Linked DNA regions of Sus scrofa: region 2 is linked to region 1. The links are chromatin contacts, called in public Hi-C maps. All regions are on one chromosome and are shown on one strand. The core of a region is the stretch at or near the end of the contact, and the rest is flanking DNA. Distances in the headings are between cores, read along the strand shown.

Region 1 (4,927 bases), core at 2,104-4,603:
GAAAATGAAAAGGAGGGAGTTCCCATTGTGGCTCAGTGGTTAATGAACCCAACTAGCAGCCATGAGGATGTGGCTTTGATCCTTGGCTTTGCTCAGTGGGTTAAGGATCTGGCCTTGCCGTGAGCTGTGGTGTAGGTTGCAGCTGCAGCTCTGATATCGTGTTGCCATGACTCTGTCATAGGCCTGAGTCTACAGCTCTGATTGGACCCCTAGCCTGGGAACCTCCATGTGCTATGAGTGTGGCCCTAGAAAGACAAAAAAACAAAACAAAACAACAAAAAGGAAAGTGACACGCTGAGAGAATTCACAATACATATAACTTGTAAAACACTTGTATCCTACATATGTAAGAATCCTGCAACTCAGTTAGACAAACAACTCCATTTTTAAGTGAGCAAAAGATTCGAACAGACACTTCACCAAAAAAGACATATGAATGACTTATTAACACATGAAGAGATGCTTAACATCTTTCATCATTAGGGAAATGCAAACTAAAATCGCAGTGAAATACTATTTCAGATCCAGTCAAGTGACTAAAATTAAAAAGACTTACAATCCAATGTCAACAAGGATGTGGAACAACTGAAACTGTCATTCATTGCTGGTGAGAATGCAAAATTATACCACCCCTTTGGAAAACAGGCTGTTTTCTTATAAACGTAACAATATACTTACTATATGGACTTCATTACTCTGATACTGGGTGTTAGCCAAGACAGATGAAAATGTATGTTCACACAAAGACTTGTTGAATGTTCAGAGCAATTTAATTTTTAATGGTCAAATCTCGAAAGAACCCAAATGTCCTTCAACTTACAGATGGATAAATTATACAATACCCACTCAATTGAATAATACTCGGTAATAAAAGGGAACAAATTATTGATACGTGCAACGATGTGGATGTTTCTTAAAAGCATTCTAAGTGAAGGAAGCCAGACACAAAAGACTACAGACTTTATGATTCCGTTTATGTAAAATTCCCAAAGGAGCAAAACCATAGTATTTATAGATAGAAGGCACAAGAGGCCAGAGGCTGGATGGGGAGAGGGAATTATGTGCATCGGTGGCCCAGAGAAATTTTGAAGATGATGGAGATGGTGAAATGGCCATACAGAATACACAGTTGACTCTTGAACAACACAGAGGGTAGAGGCACCAACCCTCCACCCAGTCAAAAATCTGAGCTTAGCTTCACAGTAGGCCCTCCATATCCTCAGATTCTATCAACCACAGATCATGTAGTACCATAGTATAAGTTTAGTTAAAAAAATCCTTATAGAAGTAGACCAGTACTGTTCAAACCCATGTCGTTCGAGGGTCAATTGTGCACTTACACTTATTCAGTGTTATTGTATGTAAATTACACTTCACTCCATAAAGCTGAATTTTAAGATGATCTAAAAATATTTAGTACACATTTTGTAAAAGTCTGGAAGAATGTACATTAAATTTTTAACAATGGAGATGAGATTATGAAAGACTTCCACTTGCTATTTCACATTGTTTTCTGTCTCTGTAACATTTTATCTTTTTCCAAACGGACTTCTATATTAGTCAATATTTTTATGATTGCTAGTGACAGAAACCCAACTCAAACTAACTTAAAAAAAAAGGTAGAATTGATTTATCAGCTCAGGTGCCTGTACTGTCTGGCGGGGGGCGGGGAGGTAGGCAGGGATTCATACATAGCTGGATCTGGGTGCTCCACCAAAGTTTTTGAGAGTGAGACTTTCCTCATCTATTGGTTCTTCCCTCCCCTGTGTTGACTTCTTGCAGACTTAAACAGCCTACTAGCTTAGCAACCTCAGAGGAAAAGATACACCGAAGTCCTAAGCCAACTCTTAATGAACCAGCTTGGGACATACGTCCTCCTATGAGCACTGGGACCCTGATGGCCAGGCCTGGGTCACAGGACCGTGCCTGGAGCTGAGCAAGGGCAGGGTGGTCTCAGCCCCACACTGAAGAGTGGTGCCCAAAAGAAGAAGGAAAAAAAGAGGAAGAAGGAAAAAAAGAAGAAGAAGGGGGTCTGATATCAGAATAAAAGCAGCTTAGCAGGCAAAAGCAGCAGGTGATTATTTTAATGTACTGCTTTTGGAACTAGAAAAAAGTTATTTGGTTTTAGTTTTTAGAAAAACAGAGTCCAAGACAAATATCCACTGGTGTTTTTCTAAGAGAGCATAAAGCCCTCTGTTATGAACTGAATGTTTGGGTCTCCTCAAAATTCATATGTTGAAACCCTAACCCCTAATGTGATGACATTAGAAGGTACAGCCTTTGAGAGGTGGCTAGGCTTGGATGAGGTCATGAGGGTGAGGCCTCCGTGGTGGGATTAGTTTCCTTCTGAGAAGAGAAAGAGGCTAGAACGCTCCCTCTCTACCTTGTGAGGGTACTGTGAGAAGGTAGCCATCTATAAGCAAAGGCGCAGGCCCTTACAGGACCCTGAATCTGCCAGAACCTTGATCTTGAACTTCCCAGTCTCCAGAAATATAAGAAATAGATGTTAGTTGTGTCACCCACCCACTCTATGGTAAATGTCATAGCAGCCCAAGTTGACTATATGACACCCATGTATCTGCATAATCTGACAGATTGGAGAAAAGCTAAGGAGGATTCTATCCAAGGCGAACACTTTCTTTGCCAAAACACAGTAATTCGTAGAGAGAGGGAAAGGTAAGATTGGGCCTGGAAGGGATTGGTGTAATCGCTTGAGGGAAATGACACATGAGGTTGACTAGGGATGAAAAAACAGGACTTCCAAGTCAAGCTGAGGGTGGCCACATGACTGTACTATGGGACCACTCTGGGATATGGGATGGCTCAAACTATCATGGGGTTGCATTCATGCACCACTGGATCCCAGCTCCAGTTTAGGGATATTGCACTTCAGAAGGGTCAGGCCAATTTTGCCTGATGGTAAATAATTTGCAACACTTCCATAGTAATACAAATAGGAATGCATCATGAAGTAAGAATTAGATGTGATTTTAAGATAAAATAAAAATTTCTTGCTTTCAATAACCCCTTCATGCTGCCTCCCACTCTCTCCTTCATGTGAATTCACTCTCCTCTGCCATTAAAAATGCTTTGGTGGACATTTTTGAGAAGTATTTCTTTAAGGAACAAGGGCTGGACATGAGGGATGTTCTTGGGGTGTTTTATAGTGTCCAGACACTTTGCCAGAATCCACAGGCAAGGATTCAGATTTGAAAGATTTGGGATTTTGAGGACAGGGCTAACATCTGGAAGAGTTGGCAGCACCGATGTTAGTATATGCATGAGGGACTGAGGTTTGGGGCTGCTCACGTAAATCCTAAGAGCAGCTGCATTCCTGGGTAACATCTCATGCGGAAAGTATGGGATCCTGCCCTGGCTTAGGGTCTGTATTAGCATCTCTGTGAGAAGTAGGAATCTAGTGTTCTAGGAGAGGCAGATTCATTTCTGAGTTCAGGGGAAGTTCATTTCCAAACAACAAGCTCTAGTGAGTAGCTTTTTGACTCAGATTTGGTGAAAAAGGGAGATGGAGCCCAGCAGGTTTAAAGTTCATAGGTTTAATAAGATATGGGAGATCCACAAAGGACCTTAAAAGGACATTTTAACACCACAAAAGTAGGAAGGACAAGATGGAAATGACGACCCTTCCACAGAAGAGGACCATTAGCTGGCAGCTGGTCTGTTTTGTTTTGTTTCTTTTGTCATAAGGCAGAAGAAAAACTTTATCACAGATCACATCATTCTGAGGAACTAAGAATACTACAGCAAAGGGCAGGATGGTCCTTCCTTTCATGCATTCTGGGATGACATGAAAATTACCCCCAGGAGGATTTTATTAAAAGACAGAAAGATGAGCTACACTACTGGAATACTCATTTTGCAATATTTAAGTGTATCAAACAAATGCATCATACACCTTAAACTTACACATTATATGTCAATTGTACCTCAATTAGAAAAAAATAAAAGACAGGGAGAAAGACGAGCTCATAACAATTAGCAGGACATCTACAGCCTGACCACAGGATAGCGAGGACACTGCCGCCTCTGTCTCTCCTGGGCAGGGAACCTCTGGAAATCTTAATTAATAAATCTTGGCCATCAGGGTGATTTTTAGAGGGCAAGGAATAAGGGGAGGTGGAGCAGAATGGAAGAATTAAATTGGAAATATAGATTCTTGGACTGAGGTGGATAAAAAAATTAAATAATTATAAACCCAAGGCCAAACAAAAGAAAAAAACAGTCAGCCTGCACCTGGAGCATTAGGTTCTGGAAATCCAATTTGCACATAGAAAGTAGAGGGGCCTTCGCTGAGGGGGGCAGGAGCTGAGGCCTCGCTGGTGAGCAGAGGACCGTTGCCCTGGAGACAGTCTTAGCTTAGAAATGGCAAACAGGAAAATCACAGAGGCTTAAGGGAGAAAAAAAAACACTGCTTAGGATGGTTGACATCTTAGAAACCAGACTACACTGCATGAAACAAATGTACCTAAAAGGATAAATACAGATTTAACTGCTTTGAAAAATGAAGATAGGAAGAAGAACGCTATTTAGTTGTTTCTAGATTAGGATGGGTGATCAACACTCAAAGAGATTTAACAGAGGGGGAAAAAAAGGTGAAATTTGTTAATCACAGAAACTGGAATACACTGTCCTATCTCGCCTCTGTCCCAGGGTGTACTTTTGAAATGTGCTTTCAGAGAGATAGTGATGGAGAAATAATAATAAAATAAATCTGGGGATCGTCCTTCTTGGTGCCATCTTGAGATGGCAGATTTAAGAGAAGGAAGTGCAGAGCTGTTCAGCACAAAATCCAAGGGGATTGATTCGCTAGCTGCAACACAAGGCAATGATTGAGAGGGAAAGGCTTGGGCAACCATACCCAGGAAATTTGGGTATTAGGACTTGGTAAAAGTGGATCTGTACACCCCCC
Region 2 (5,442 bases), core at 1,009-3,508, 290 kb after region 1:
TGAAATGATAACAACTAAGCATATATTTTTCTCTTTCAGATCCTATTCTAAAGGTGTAAAACTTCTACTATGTTATGGATCAAAAATCCAACTCAGAAAAAAGGGCACACACCAACTGAGTGGTAGCAAACACTTGCAGGTATAGCCCATTGGCCAGCTCTTCATCACATGATGACACAGACACAACTAACTGCAAAGGAATCTGGGGAAAGTTGTCTTGGGGGCCATGACCAGCTAATAATCCTAGCACTACAGGGAGAAGCAGAGGATGGAGATTAGGTGACAGGAGTCATCTTCCCCTGCAGTAGATGTCTGAACCAATTGCAGAGCCCTGGCTTGTGCCTGACTCCAAGGACAGTACTGTGGATATGGGACTCCAAGTCGCCTTGAACGATTTAACTCTCACCAAGTACTTCCTTAATCGGCTCACCCTCTTCCCCTTCCCCAGGCACTCAAAAATGAGGGTGTGTTCAACATTTCTGTATTCTAGATGCCAAAATTCTATAGAGCAAAGGCCAGACACAACCATGCTGCTGCTTCTTGACCAACATTCTGGGTATTTTTAGCCAGCACCAGCTTCATATTTGCAGGATGCAGTACAAAATGAAAATGTGGGTCCCTAGTTCAAAAATTATCAAGACCTCTCCGGTCACTGCTGTGGCAGGGCTTTGATCCCTGGCCCAGGAACTTCCACATGCCACAGGCAAGGTCAAAAAAAAATTATCAAGACTTTTGTTTGTTGGTTGGTTTTTTGTTTTTGTTTGTTTGTTTGTTTGTTTAATAGCCCCACACCCAGAACACATGGAAGTTCTCAGGCCAGGGATTGAATCCAAGCTACAGCTTCGGCAAAGCCGGGCACTTTAATCCACTGCTCCACAGCAGGAACTCCTATCAAGATTTTTAAGACAGCCACAGCAGATCATTAAACCCAGCCCAGGCCCCTTCTAGGCATGGGGTTCTGTATGATTGTCCAGGTCACAGGCCTATGAGGCCGATTCCATATTTAGCCTGAAAATAAAAAAGAAGGAAGCTGTTACATATTGTGAAACCCACAGGCAAGTAATGTTGACTTTTCAACCTACTTCAGCTTTTAGGTGAGATTTTTTTCCTTGTCAGGCTCAGAAAATGTGGATGTGTCTTGGGGATCAAACAGATGGATTGTCTCATTTTACAGAAGACACAGAAGCCCAGAAAGGGTCTGTGAGTACCCAGAGTCCAGCTTGGTGCTGTGTACCAGAACCCACTCTAGAGGTCTGGCCTGGGGACTGTGTCCCCAGGGAGCCCTAGCAGCACTACAGGACAGGGTCATTTTCCCCATCAGGCTGGCTCTGTGGTGCCAGGTCACCAGTATCCTGGACAGTCTCAGGACCTCCCACTGCCTACTCGGGCTGGACTCTTCCTCTGGTCTCTGGGCAAAGCAGAGACAAAACCAGAAGTCACCCTGTTCTTGGCTCCCTTTAGGAAAAGTGCCACTGGTCATGGAAAAGCTGAGTGGTGGCCTGAGAAAGAAGGGCTTGGCCCCTGAGCTTTGATGCTCCCTTCTCAGACTCCTCCAGGCAGTGGGTGTGTGCCATTTGCGGTAGAGGTAAGCAGAGAGGTTACAGGTGGGCTGCTGGACACAGCCTGCCTGCCAGGTGCAGACGCTGGCCCGGGTGGGGGATGGACACACCCACAGTCATCCTGGCAGAGGTTGGAGCAGGAGGCAGCAGGCAGGAGAGGGCGGCGTGGGGGCTGCACGGAGCAGAGGCAGTGGCAAGGACAGATGAATGTGTCATGGTTAGCAGGCAGGCAGAGGTGTCAGATGGGCACGCTTTTCTCCAGGGGAAAGAAGCCCGTGTGAGACACCATGCCAGACGGCGGAGAGGGGAGTGATTAGCAAGCACGGAGTGAGTCAGGCATCCAGTCCCTTGGGCAGAGCGCCGGCTGCGGGCTCTCCTGGGTGCAGACTTGGTGCCAGGCTACACAGCTGGCGCCGGGAAAGGTGCCAGGCTTCCTGCAGGGGCCTCAAGGGGTGGGACGGGAAGCCTGGGGTCTGATGGCCACCTGCTCCTGGCTGGAGTCCAGAATCCGCTGGTGTCTCTGCCCCTGGCCCCGCTGGCCTCAGCTACCTTCGGAGCAGGCCCGATACCCTCCAGCCCTCAGTCCCTCGCCTTTCCCGTCCCTCTTCCTCTCCCGCACCGCACACTGAGGACCTGGGGCTTCTGAAGAGCCTGAGGGAAGCAGACTTACTTCCAGCCCCCGCAGCCCCGCCCTCGCGGAAGACCAAGCCTGTGCCCTTCCGGGAAGGAAAGGACACCCCTGCGTGACGCGCCCTGAGGCTCTGGTGGTCACGGCCACAGCACCACGGGCTGTCCTGCCTGCCCACGACTCCTAGGCTGGTGACCACGAGTTTTCTGGTGCCCTGGCGAGTGTGGGCAAAAGAAACCCATCTGTTTTGCCTCCCCTACCATAAGCTGGAGACCTGCCAGTGGCTTCCCAAGCCGTCGGGCCCCTCATCCCGCAGGCTCCTGGGTCCCCACAGACCTGGAAGACTAACATTCTGTGGCCCCATTTCTAGAAGATCCCATTCAGAGCCGACAGCCCCTCCCTGCTGCCCCCAGGCCCCGGTGGTCCCGGAGCTCCTCGGAGCGGAGGGGGAGGGGGAAGGGGAGGCGGAGCGGGGAGGCCCCAGGCTGGGGTCAGAAACTCAGCCGCGCTCCTCTGCAGCTGCAGGAGGCCCAGCTCGGCCCGGGGAGCCTCTGTGCCCAAATTCTACCCCTAGGCGGGCTGTCGCTCTGCCTGGTCCGGGCAGGGGGAGCGAGGAAGGGCAGCCATGGCCTCTAACCTGCCCTCCCGGCCAGGCGTTAATCAAGCACCAGCTCCTCCCGGGATCCAGGAGGTTACTCGGGGGCCACACGCCAGATGTTAGCGTTTCCACAGCTGTGCCCGCGACTCCCGAGGACGAGGGAGCTTTTCATACTCCGTGGTGGTCCCCCCTGCTTGTCTTTCTCCTGCCAGAAATTTCTCTGCCCCAGCTGAGGAGGGGGATGGAGGGCGGGGGCAGGCGCCCTCTTCAGCCCTGGGACCGGCCAGGGGCAGGCCCGTGCCGGGCCTCTGTCCCCCGCCTGACCCTGCACAGGGCCTTCAGGGTCCTCTCGCCCCCCCGCGTCCCTCCGCGGAGCTATGGGCACTTCCGAGACCCAGGGCCTCGCTGCGTCCACCTTCCCAGCGCTTTCCGCCCCCGTCTCCATGTTCTGCGTCTGCGAATGAGATCAGCACAGCCGCGCTGAGGTAAGAGGCTCTTCAGCGGCCGAGCTGGGGAGGGAACAGCAGCCGCCGGGCCTCACCTGCCCGCGCAGCCCCGGCTCGGCTCGTCGTGAGGCGGTGACGCACGTTGTCTCTAAAGGCCAAAGCCAGCAGAGCGAGCCTGTCACCTGCGTCACCGCGCGGGCGGCCAGCTCACCCTGCCGTGCGTCACAGATTATAGGCCTGAGACAGGGGTGAATGGCCCCTCGTATCTTTGTGGGCTGGGCGAGCGAGTGCAGGGTGGAGGGTGGGGTGTGTTTTTTGTGAGGTGGATGGCTCGGGTGTTGGGTGGGCTGTGTTGGGTGCGGATTACGTGACTGTGCGTTGTGTGCGGTGTGGGGGCAGCCGTGGGGTGACGGTGCCCCCCGGGGAGGAGGCTTACACCGTAGAACCCTAACCCCCCCCAGTTAACGTTCCCTCCCAGAGACTGTTACCGGGAAGGGCCTCGGTTTGTGTTCCTTATAGAGTGATTCTCGAAGTGTGCTTTGGGAGTTCCCACGGCGGGGCGTCTCTGCAGAGCCAGGACGCGGGTTCCATCCTGGCGGAGCAGGGTGGATTAAAGGATCTGGAGTTATGGCAGTTGCGGCTTGGATCTGATCCCTGGCCTGGAACTCCGTGTGCCTGGGGGCTGGCCTAAAAGGAGGAGGAAAAAAAGCGTGGTTCACAGCAGATACGGCAGAACCTTTTCCATTTTGCTTTTTAGGGCCGCACCAGGGGCATATGGAGGCTTCCAGGCCAGGGGTCTGCTAGGAGCTACACCACACCCACAGCAACTCAAGATCTGAGCCTTGTCTGCGACCTACACCACAGCTCAAGGCAACGCGGGATCCTTAACCCCACTGAGTGAGGCCAGGGATGAACCTGTCACCTCATGGTTCCTAGTTGGATTCATTTCCGTTGAGCCATAAAGGGAACTTCTGTTCTTCAACTTTTAATGTTACCTCTTACTAGCTTCTTGGGCTTCATTTTTCGAAAGCCTCCTGGTGTCATAAATGAAGAAGCTCTTACTAGCTTCTTAGACTTCATTTTTTGACACCTCCCAGTGTCATAAATGAAGCCATGCCCCTGGGTTGGTTGTGTTCTCAATTCCTTTGGTGGGTAGATTTGTTTCTTGACCATTTTAGAATATTCCTGAGCACAGACACTTTGCTGTCTCTTTTGTTTCCTTTTTCCTCTCCGGGGTCTAATGTGGGGTTCTCTACACAGCTGGTGCTAAACCGTTTGTGATATAAAATGGTGACAGCTTAGAACTAGAGACTCTAGAGGCCACTGGGAGTTACTGGAGTTGGCAGACCCTTCCCTGCAAAGTCCTCTTCCCTGCGCAGCCTCCTCAGCAGCCACACCTGGCCTGCCCCACCCCCATCCCCACCCCCACCCCCATCTCTTCATTAGATGAACGAGGGAATGAGGCAACTCCTGACAGCCCCAGAGCAGATGTGGTGCAGCTGAGGCAGCACAGCAGGTGCCTGTCCTGTGTCAGGCATCAATTCAGTTGAGAACTGTGTTGGGTGGACACAGGACTGGGAGTGCCCTGCTGCTGGTGGGCTGCTTGAGACTCTTCTGTGGGGAGCAGGACCTGAAGCTGGACCCCACCATTAGTCCCCAGGGAGCACATCCTCAATGGCCCCCTCTATGCTTATATGCCAAGCAGCCCCCAGGTGGAGCAAGAGGAATTAGAGGCTTTCAGGTTCAAATGTCTTGACAGACCTCTTAGCTTCCCACTCCCCAAGCTGAGTCGAACTTTAATTGAAGCCTGTGAAGCACAAATTCTATAGAAACCATTATGAGAGCTTTCTAGAAAAGAAGGATTGACAACACTCCCTGCAGGGAAGAGGATGAAAGTAATTCATGGCTCACCAAGCTCTCTGGGTGAAGAGCCCCAGGGCACCCAGCAGTGGCTTCTCCATCTCTGTCCAGTCCCGGTTCTCTTCCAATCCTGATCTCATTAAAAAGAAACCAAAAGGCTATATTACTTGGCTTCCATCTGGTCTCTTGAGATGTAAGGACTTTAATCAGGAGAACGCTAAAGAATAAAATAACTCTACAATAACAAGAAAGCTGCCAGCTGGCCCTTCCCGTGACCTTGCCAGAGTGCATGGGAAACGGAGCGCACCATCTGGGCTTGACTTCCCTCCTGGGGAAGAGTGAGTGATTGCA

What was found. A called contact is a pair of places that touch in the nucleus more often than the background predicts.
Region 2: a contact with region 1 is called in a Hi-C map of embryonic fibroblasts, with 2.7 times the contacts expected there. The contact joins two enhancer-like sites. A contact is called at or near these places in 2 of 5 promoter capture datasets (fetal skeletal muscle and liver) and 1 of 47 Hi-C or Micro-C datasets (embryonic fibroblasts).

What each region holds. Positions count from the first base shown.
Region 1 is chr18:18,364,503-18,369,429 of Sscrofa11.1, forward strand. No RefSeq gene overlaps it. Among named protein-coding and RNA genes, the nearest start is that of MEST, 25 kb to the left of the region's middle. Within about 2 kb of position 3,354, at least 8 of the 83 cell types and tissues checked have an H3K27ac peak or open chromatin away from gene starts, as enhancers often do. A contact at or near this core is called in embryonic fibroblasts and fetal skeletal muscle, where this site is marked.
Region 2 is chr18:18,652,508-18,657,949 of Sscrofa11.1, forward strand. No RefSeq gene overlaps it. Among named protein-coding and RNA genes, the nearest start is that of TMEM209, 40 kb to the left of the region's middle. Within about 2 kb of position 2,259, at least 56 of the 83 cell types and tissues checked have an H3K27ac peak or open chromatin away from gene starts, as enhancers often do. A contact at or near this core is called in embryonic fibroblasts and fetal skeletal muscle, where this site is marked.